Regions from separate parts of the Mus musculus genome. Here all the other regions are linked to region 3. Evidence: chromatin contacts called from public capture Hi-C and promoter capture Hi-C data. All regions are on one chromosome and are shown on one strand. Each heading gives the region's core, a stretch centred on a gene start, on an enhancer-like site or on the middle of the called end of the contact. The rest is flanking DNA. Distances are from core to core; before and after follow the strand shown. Region 1 holds the start of Tbc1d10b (TBC1 domain family, member 10b). Region 2 holds the start of Spn (sialophorin). Region 3 holds the start of Mapk3 (mitogen-activated protein kinase 3).

The links. Promoter capture Hi-C pulls out the DNA fragments that hold promoters and counts their contacts. Capture Hi-C pulls out chosen DNA fragments and counts their contacts.
Region 1: a contact with region 3 is called in a promoter capture Hi-C map of neural stem cells. The contact joins the promoter of Tbc1d10b here to the promoter of Mapk3 in region 3. A contact is called at or near these places in 9 of 39 promoter capture datasets (the 3T3-L1 cell line, the C10 cell line, the SN4741 cell line and 5 more), 3 of 484 Hi-C or Micro-C datasets (bone marrow-derived macrophages, embryonic stem cells and forebrain), 18 of 115 datasets of contacts at active chromatin or transcription factors (the 230-238 cell line, astrocytes, bone marrow-derived macrophages and 9 more) and 5 of 9 other capture datasets (adipose tissue, embryonic stem cells, liver and 2 more).
Region 2: a contact with region 3 is called in a capture Hi-C map of embryonic stem cells, with 3 times the contacts expected there. The contact joins the promoter of Spn here to the promoter of Mapk3 in region 3. A contact is called at or near these places in 11 of 39 promoter capture datasets (the 3T3-L1 cell line, 3T3-L1-derived adipocytes, cranial neural crest and 6 more), 10 of 115 datasets of contacts at active chromatin or transcription factors (T-cell acute lymphoblastic leukemia, acute myeloid leukemia, craniofacial prominence and 5 more) and 5 of 9 other capture datasets (adipose tissue, embryonic stem cells, liver and 2 more).

The regions. Positions count from the first base shown.
Region 1 is chr7:127,207,019-127,209,836 of GRCm38.p6, reverse strand. Tbc1d10b (TBC1 domain family, member 10b) reads left to right here and starts at 1,369. Exons shown (of 9, transcript NM_144522.5): 1 at 1,369-2,387. The coding sequence starts at 1,474. It also overlaps a transcript of Mylpf not described here.
Region 2 is chr7:127,136,362-127,139,262 of GRCm38.p6, reverse strand. It overlaps Spn (sialophorin), which reads left to right and starts at 1,440. Exons shown (of 2, transcript NM_009259.5): 1 at 1,440-1,516; 2 at 1,896-2,901. The coding sequence starts at 1,930.
Region 3 is chr7:126,758,191-126,761,005 of GRCm38.p6, reverse strand. Mapk3 (mitogen-activated protein kinase 3) reads right to left here and starts at 1,380. Exons shown (of 9, transcript NM_011952.2): 1 at 1,188-1,380; 2 at 93-275. The coding sequence starts at 1,360.

The DNA of each region.
Region 1 (2,818 bases), core at 120-2,619, 450 kb before region 3:
GAGTACTAAGAGAAGTGGATAACAATACGGCTTGGTTCTTGAATCCTTCAAAGAGGAGGGTTCATGGTATTGAGGATTCATGGATTTGGGTTCTGAGATGGGACCTCCACCCACAAGCCGGGAGAGTGAAGTAGTGCTCAGAGGATATGGGTTTCAGAAATTGCAGTGTTTGCGGCGGCGGGGTGGAGGTGGGGGGGGGGGGAGAAGCTGAGTTTGTACATGAGAACTTAGAGAAACCTGGTCTGAGTTCCTGCCTGAAATAGGGAATTGAGAGATGAGTCTTTCAGAGGACTGACTATAGTCTAACTAGACACATCGAGGTAGAGAGTACTGATGAGGGCACTGGGTTTGTGGTGCAGCTCAGGAGTTGAATGAACAGGGGCTCTTTTGGAAACCCAAGAAGGCCAGCGCGGCACTCTTATTGGCTAGGAGCCGCACCGATGCTCCAGGCTCTTCTCAGTGATGTCCCCAGTTGTCACCTCCTCTCGCGCTTGTCTCTGGTTGTCACTGACTATTCTTGCTCTGGCACCGCCTGCTGGCAGCATCCCTGGCCCTAGAAGCAGAGAATGTTATCTATTTCTACTCTTATGCAAAGTGGAGAAGGACAGTCATTGGCTAACAAGTTAATCACAAGTTAAGCCCGCCTCTCCCTGGTTGTCATTCCTTCCTGATCATCTCAGGAAGTCTAAGAATTTTTCGGCTCTTTCTATTGACTGCTGATGCTGTCATCACAGGAATAGACGTGACCGTCAGTCAATTTGACTGCCTAGCCCCCCTTTTTAATTTGGTTCCCTTTTCACCATTTCCATTGGCTAACAAGTTCCTAGTCCCTGCCTCTTACTGCCCAACACCAGCCTCATTCCCCGCCCTTCTGCGGTCACTCACTCTCTTCAGTTGTGTTTATTGGCCTGGATGCTCAGGATCTCTCTTTTCTATTGCTTGTTTTCTTCGTCCTGCCTCTGCCTTCTTCACTTCCTCTTTCTCGAGTACCCACCCTCTTCCCGCCTCTAACCCCACCCACCCTTCCATCGATTGGCAGGAACTCAGTTTTCTCTCTCCTATTATCCGTCCTGGTCTTATAGAGGGGGCGGGAGATTAAAAAAAAAAAAAAAAAAAAAAAAAGGAGGGGTGCGGGAGGGCCTTTCCTCGCGCAGGCGTAGTTCGCCGGGACAGTGGCTGCTCCTCCGCGTCTGCGCAGGCGCGACGTCGGCAGCCGGCCCCTCGCTGGGAGGGGGCGGCGCGAGCGCGCGAGTAGGGTGAGAGGCCGGGAGACCCCGGCGCGAGCGCCGTCGACCCTTGCCCCGCCTGCGCGCGCCGCCCGCCGCCTGCCGCCGGGTCCCGCCCCGCCCCCGGCGCGCGCCGAGCCGCGCCCTTCGCCCTCTCTGCAGCCCCGGCGGGCTGCTCCGGGCGGCCTGAGGGGCGGCGCCTTCTGCGGCCTCCCCGGCGGGGGGATGTGAGGGGCCGCCCGCAGCTATGGAGACGGGTCCGGCGCCCCTTGTGGCCCCGCCGCGCCGCCACGGCGCCCCCGCTGCCCCTTCGCCCCCGCCCCGGGGCTCCCGGGCCGGATCGCACTTAGTGGTGGAACCGGGACCGCCAGTGACTACAGCCACTTCGGCCCCAGTCGAATTGGTGGCCCCCGGGGAGGCTCGGCCCGCCTGCGTCCCAGGATCATCACAGACCTCGGCCTCTACACCCACGACAGCTACGAGCAGCACGGTAGTGATGCTGACCCTGGAGGCCTCACCCGAAGCCGCGAAGACGCAAGAGTTCCCCGCACCAGCGGCAGAAACAGGAGCCGAGACGTCGGTGGCTTTGGCTTTGGGGACAGACACTCAAAAGACGGAAGAGGTTCGAGCCTCTCCTGTCCCAGGACCAGGGACCCCCACTCGGACACCTTCCAGAATGGCGCCTGGAGCCCTGACTGCCAAACCCCCGCTTGCCCCCAAGCCGGGGACCACAGTGGCTTCAGGAGTGACTGCACGGGGTGGAGTAGGACAGGTGGCAGGTGGGCATGAAGCTGCGACCTCAGCATCAGCAGGGTCGGTGCCTGAGGACCCCTCAGGGCCTGTCACAGGCCCTCCCGGGACATGCGAGGCTCCGGCTCCGACTCCGGTGGCTGTGGTGACAGTGACCCCAGCTCCGGAGCCTGTTGAAAACTTTCAAGACCTGGGCTCCACGTCCAGTCTAGGACCTGGCATCTCGGGGCCTCGGGGTCAGGCCCCAGACACCCTGAGCTACTTGGACTCCGTGAGCCTCATGTCAGGGACCTTGGAGTCCTTGCCGGATGATGTGAGCTCCATGGGTTCAGACTCGGAGATAAATGGGATGGCCCTGCGCAAGACGGACAAGTATGGTTTCCTTGGGGGCAGCCAGTACTCAGGCAGCCTGTGAGTACACAGTGGGCACCCCGTGGGGGCTGCCTGGGGACGCGTAGGGGGAGGGGAGGGGCGGGGAGGGGATGCACCTGGCCAGCCCTGGCCCAGGGAGTCATTAGCAGGAGCTGCAGTGCCCAGAGCATCCTGGGGTTTCTATGACTTCAGAGCTGAGGACCAGGGATCAAGGCAGTCGTCTCGATTTAAGCCTAGACCTTGCCTAGGCCCGTGTCCTTGAGCTAGTGGTGTCCCTGTTTCTATGCCTCAGTTTCCTCTATGAAGAGAGGGATTGAATGAGCTGATACCTACTAAGCAGCTAAGATGCCAGCTGCTTGGTATGAAACTATTAACTAAAAAGGCCAGACATTCTGGAAAGTTGGTTGGGCGAGGATTCTGGCAGAAATCTTAGATCTCTGAGGGCAAGAGGGATGCCTTCAGAGTAGCAG
Region 2 (2,901 bases), core at 191-2,690, 380 kb before region 3:
TCAAGTCAGGTGACAAGTTATTCAGAGAAGGATCACATAGATCTCCTTACTTGGGGCTTGGGGATGGCTCCGTGCGGCTCTGTGAGGTTCCATGCGGCTCGGTGTAGAGCACTTACTCAAGCAGCACTGAGGCCCTGGGATAAATCTGCATAAAACACCCCACTCAGCTAAAGACTTTTTGTTACTTTCTTTCTTAAAGATTTATTTTATTTATATGAGTACACGGTAGCAGTTTTCACACACACCCAGAAGAGGGCATCAGATCCCATTACAGATGGTTGTGAGTCACCATGTGGTTGCTGGGAATTGAACTCAGAACCTCTAGAGGAACAGTCAGTGCTCTTAACCACTGAGCCATCTCTCCAGCCCATGGTTAATTTTTTAATATAGGTCTTTCTAGAAGTTTTCTTTTCTTTTTTTTTTAATATTTATTTATTTATTGTATGTAAGTACACTGTAGCTGTCTTCAGACACTCCAGAAGAGGGCATCAGATTTCGTTAGGGATGGTTGTGAGTCACCATGTGGTTGCTGGGATTTGAACTCGGGACCTTCGGAAGAGCAGTCGGCGCTCTTAACCACTGAGCCACCATCTCACCAGCCCTAGAAGTTTTCTTTTTTAAATAAATCTATTATTATTATTATTATTATTATTATTATTATTATTATGAACAACTCTGTAGACCAGGCTGGCCTCGAACTCACAGAGATCCACATACCTCTGCTTCCTGAGTCCTGGGATTAAAGGTGTGCTCCACCACACCTGGCCGTTAAGTAAATCTTAATTTATTTTCATATTTGTATATGAGTACCTGTCTGTACCTATGTGGGTTGGTGCCCTTGGAGGCCAGAAGAGGACGTTGGATCCTCTGGATTATGGGGTGGTCGTGAGCCACCAAGCTGGAACTGAACAGGTCTCCTTCAAGGGCTCCAAACCTTTCAGCCATCGCTCTAGCTCTCCTAGTTCTCTAAGACCATAGCATGTGCAATGTTAGTACTAGCTTAAACTGGGGGCCACAGGAGTGACCTCAATTCCCTGTGGCTCTGGCAGGGTTCAGCAGCCCTAAAAACCTTTCAGGACCACGAGCAGAGTTGAGAGGTTTTCCCCGGCCCTGCAGCTTTCTTGGAGCTCTTCGGCAGGAAGTGCACCCACAGTCTCAGGGTCTCAGGTTCTGGCCAAACAGCTTGAGGAGCAAGGGAGGGAAAGGAAACGGTTCTCCCCTCCATATCTTCCACTCCACCCCTACTCCCCATCACTCATCTCTGACACTTGGACTCCAGTGAAAACCTAAGAATTCCCGTCTGGACCCCGAGCATCCTTTCATGCCTCCACTGAACCCTTGGGTCCCCACAAGCAACTATGGGAGTAGGAATGGGTGGGGCAGGATGCAGGGGTGGAGTGGGTGGAGCCAAGACCCACTTCCTTTCCCCCTGGGGCTCAGTCTGCCCCAGTCCTGACCAAGCCTCAGGAAGAACTGGAGGTACTTGCCCTGGCCCTGTGCCTTAACCATTAATCTGGTAAGAGGGTATGATCTTGCTGGGTACGGGGGTGGGGATGCTCAGAGGATGAAGGAATGTACCTATAGTTTGAAAAGATGAATAGGGTGAGGGGGTAAGGGAGTCCAGAGCCACGGGCTGGAACAATGAATGAAGGCCAGGGGGACATGGCTGCTCTGGAGTCTGAGCTGCCAAGGCCAGGGTGGGAGTCACTGGCGCCATCTGTTCCCCTGTTGTCTCTGATAATAGTGAAAGCAAGAATGGAAAAACAAAACAAAACAAAAAAAAAACGTTAAACCACAAGATGGGCTTGGCAGTTGGCAGGGAAGTGGGCAGAAGGAGTGGGGCTGGCCAAGTTTCCCTCCCCAACCGCGTTCTTCTGTAACTTCCCTACATTCAGGTCCCAACTCCTGCTCCTGCCTGTCCCTCTGGAGATGGCCTTGCACCTTCTCCTCCTCTTTGGGGCATGCTGGGTCCAGGTGGCGAGCCCAGACAGTCTGCAGAGGACGACGATGCTACCATCTACCCCACATATCACAGCTCCAAGTACCTCTGAAGCCCAGAATGCCAGCCCATCAGTTTCTGTGGGGTCAGGGACAGTGGACTCGAAGGAGACCATCAGCCCCTGGGGGCAGACCACAATCCCAGTTTCTTTGACCCCCTTGGAAACTACTGAATTGTCTTCTTTGGAGACTTCTGCTGGTGCCAGCATGAGCACCCCTGTACCTGAGCCTACTGCCTCTCAGGAAGTTTCCAGCAAGACATCAGCACTGCTTCCAGAACCATCAAATGTAGCCAGTGACCCTCCTGTCACTGCAGCCAATCCTGTGACAGACGGACCTGCAGCCAATCCTGTGACAGACGGAACTGCAGCATCTACATCTATCTCTAAAGGAACCAGTGCACCCCCCACCACTGTGACAACAAGCTCTAACGAGACCAGTGGACCCTCTGTGGCTACAACAGTAAGCTCCAAGACCAGTGGTCCCCCTGTCACCACAGCTACTGGGTCTCTGGGGCCCTCGAGTGAGATGCATGGACTCCCTGCTACCACAGCAACCAGTTCTGTGGAGAGTTCCAGTGTGGCCCGTGGCACCTCAGTTTCCAGCAGAAAAACATCCACGACGTCTACCCAAGATCCCATAACCACCAGGTCACCAAGCCAAGAATCAAGTGGCATGTTACTGGTGCCCATGCTTATTGCCTTGGTGGTGGTTTTGGCCCTCGTGGCGCTACTGCTGTTGTGGCGCCAGAGGCAAAAGCGGAGGACTGGGGCCCTGACCCTGAGCGGAGGAGGAAAACGAAATGGGGTGGTGGATGCCTGGGCTGGGCCAGCCCGGGTTCCTGATGAAGAGGCCACAACCACATCAGGGGCAGGGGGCAACAAGGGCTCTGAGGTACTGGAG
Region 3 (2,815 bases), core at 131-2,630:
TTTTTTTTGGAGGGTAGTACAAAAGATGACCACAGACAACAGAGCCAAGCTCCCTAGCTTTACTCTGGGGCTGTGGCTAAGGTGAAGGATACACATCTCTCATGGCTTCCAGGGTGGGCGCTCTGAGGATGTCTCGGATGCCTATAACATTCTCATGGCGGAATCGCAGCAAGATCTGGATCTCCCTCAGCGTGCGCTGACAGTAGGTTTGATGCTCAAAGGGGCTGATCTTCTTGATGGCCACTCTGGTCTTGCGCACGTGGTCATAAGCTGAGCTGAGAGGGCCAGAGAGATGTGGCCTTACAAAGGGGGAATCCAGGCCTGTTGGCCCCACCCAGGTCTTGGCAGGGACTGGAGAGAGGAGGAGAGGGTTCTGGCCAAATGTAAACAATGCTGGCTCCTTCCTGCTGTGAAGGCCTGGGATCTCCAGGGGAAAGCTGGGTATCAGCCAGGCAGCCTTTCAGTGACTTCACAAACAGAGGAAGAGAGTGGCCACTCACCGACTTCCTTTCTCCTGGACCCTCTTACATTCTAGTTGCCCTCACCCTCCTCCCCTTTCCCAAGCTGGACTCTCTCAATCCCAGACAGGTCCAGGGGATAGGAGTTAAATGGAGAAAGTAGATGAAGCCTAGAGGATTCAGTAATGGGACAGGAGAGAAGAGATAAGGAGGGGCAGGCAGGTCTCCCTGTGCGGTTCCTGGGTCAGAGCTGCTCCCATAGGAACAAAGGCCCAGAGCAGAGCACACAGTGGGGCAGCGAGAACTCACAAACCCGTATACCACAAAATAAGGCACATTCTAGAGACCCTTCCCTACTTTGGGCCCCTAGCCTTGCCAGGGGCAGAGGTGCAAAGGTTTGCCCCACCCTGAGCTTTGCTCTCCTCTCTCAAACTCTCTGTCACAGCCTCATCAGGGGGGAACCAAGGCTCCCACTACCTGCTCGTGGGTCCCTCACTCCCCCTTCATCCTCTTAGCTCCACCTTTATCTCTAGGGTCCCCCAGGTGCCCCTCCCTTAACAATACAAGGTGGCTTCAAAGCCTCCAACCCCCCTCCCTGGAGAAAGTAGCGCCTAGTCCTCCAGAAGTCACTGCACGATACTTCCCCTGCGACACTCCCTGAGCCCCCCATGTCCCGAGCACACACCTGCTGTCCCTGCTCCGAAGCCCCCTCCCGGGACGCCCCCTCACCTGACCATGCCGTACGCGCCCTCGCCGATGTACTGCAGCTGCGTGTAGCGTGGGCCCACATCGAATGGCTGCCCCTTCACCACCTCCACCTCCCCGGGGACCACCGGGACGACCCCAGCAGTTCCCCTGGGCTCCCCGCCCCCGCCCCCCGGAGCCGCCGCCGCCGCCGCCATCTCCACTCCTCCCGCCTCCCCCCGCTGCCCCGCCCGCGGCCCCGCCCCTCCCTACCGCCCTGTCACCGCGGGGCCGCGCGCCAGGCTCCGCCCCCGCCCCCGCGCGTCCCGCCCCCGCGCCTGCCGGGCGAGCCTGCGCGGGCCCGAGACGTCACATGGTCTCCTGGGCGCGCACCCGGCTTTCCCGCCTAGTTACGCTGTTCCTTCCCTGCCTTGGCCACTAGGGTACTTTAGTCTGCCAAGAGAGTTCTGCAGCCCCAGGGGCCAGTGGCCCTCAGTAATGCTAAGGGAACCCACCCGGCTTACAGTTAACCTTTGAAGACCTGCCTCACATCTTTGTTTCATTTAAACAGATAGTGGTAATCCAGGCTAGCCCCAAAGGCTCTCTATGTGGTGGAGGTTGGCCTTGAACACATCCTCCTGCCTTTAGGCCTGAGCCATCATACAGATTCAGGATGCTACTAGGCAAGCATCCTACCACTGAGCCACATCTCCATCCTTTCTTTTCTCTCTCTCTTTCTTTTTTAAGAGGGTCTCTTGACATGGAACTGGCTGTTCCAGAACTCACTATGTAGACTAGGTAACCAGGCTGGCCTCAACATACTAACTCGCCAGTGCTAGGATTAGTTAGAAGCTGTATGTATCACCATGCCCAGCTTCCATAATTTCTTATTCGTTTATTTGCCACATTTATTAATTTTGTGTGTTGGAGCGTAAGTATGTCACAGAGCCTGTGTGGAGGTCAGAGGACATCTGATTCCTTCCACCATGTGGGTCCCAGGTGTCCAATTCAGGCTGTCAGACTTGGTAGGAGTGGGCCACCCTGAGTTGCTGAGGGAGTATATCTTACGTTTTATAATGAGGAAGCAATCTGGAGGGTGGTGGACGGCAGGCAGCACTGTGAAGCTGTGAAGTCGGTCCTGACTCCAGTGTGAAGACACAGGCCTGCAGGGGGGCTCAGGTGTGTGCTGAGGCCCCAGTGTCGTACAAATCCTCTGCCTGATTGCCCAGAGGACGTGCAACCCAGCTCACTTCACGGGAGAAGGAGGGAAAGGGTGGTAGCTGTGGACAAAGGTAACTAAATCAATTTAAATTCACTGTCACCTTTTCTCTGTCTCTGTCTGTCTCTGTCTTTCTGTCCCCCCCTCCCCCCACGCTGGGCTGGTAAGATGGTTGGGTAGGTAAAGATGCTTGCCAAGCAAGCCCAAAGATCTGAGTTGGATCTCTGGGACCTTCACAATGGAAGTAGAGAATTAGCTCCTGCAGGTTTTCCTCCAACCAACACAAGCATGCTATAGCATGAATGTGGACAGACACATATTCACACACAAAATAAATAAAATAGAATTTAAAAATTACGTGCATGTCTGCCTACAGGTATGTGCACATGAGTGCAGGTGCCCACCAAGGCCGGAGGAATCAGACCTTCTGCAACTAGAGTTCTAAGAGGTTGTG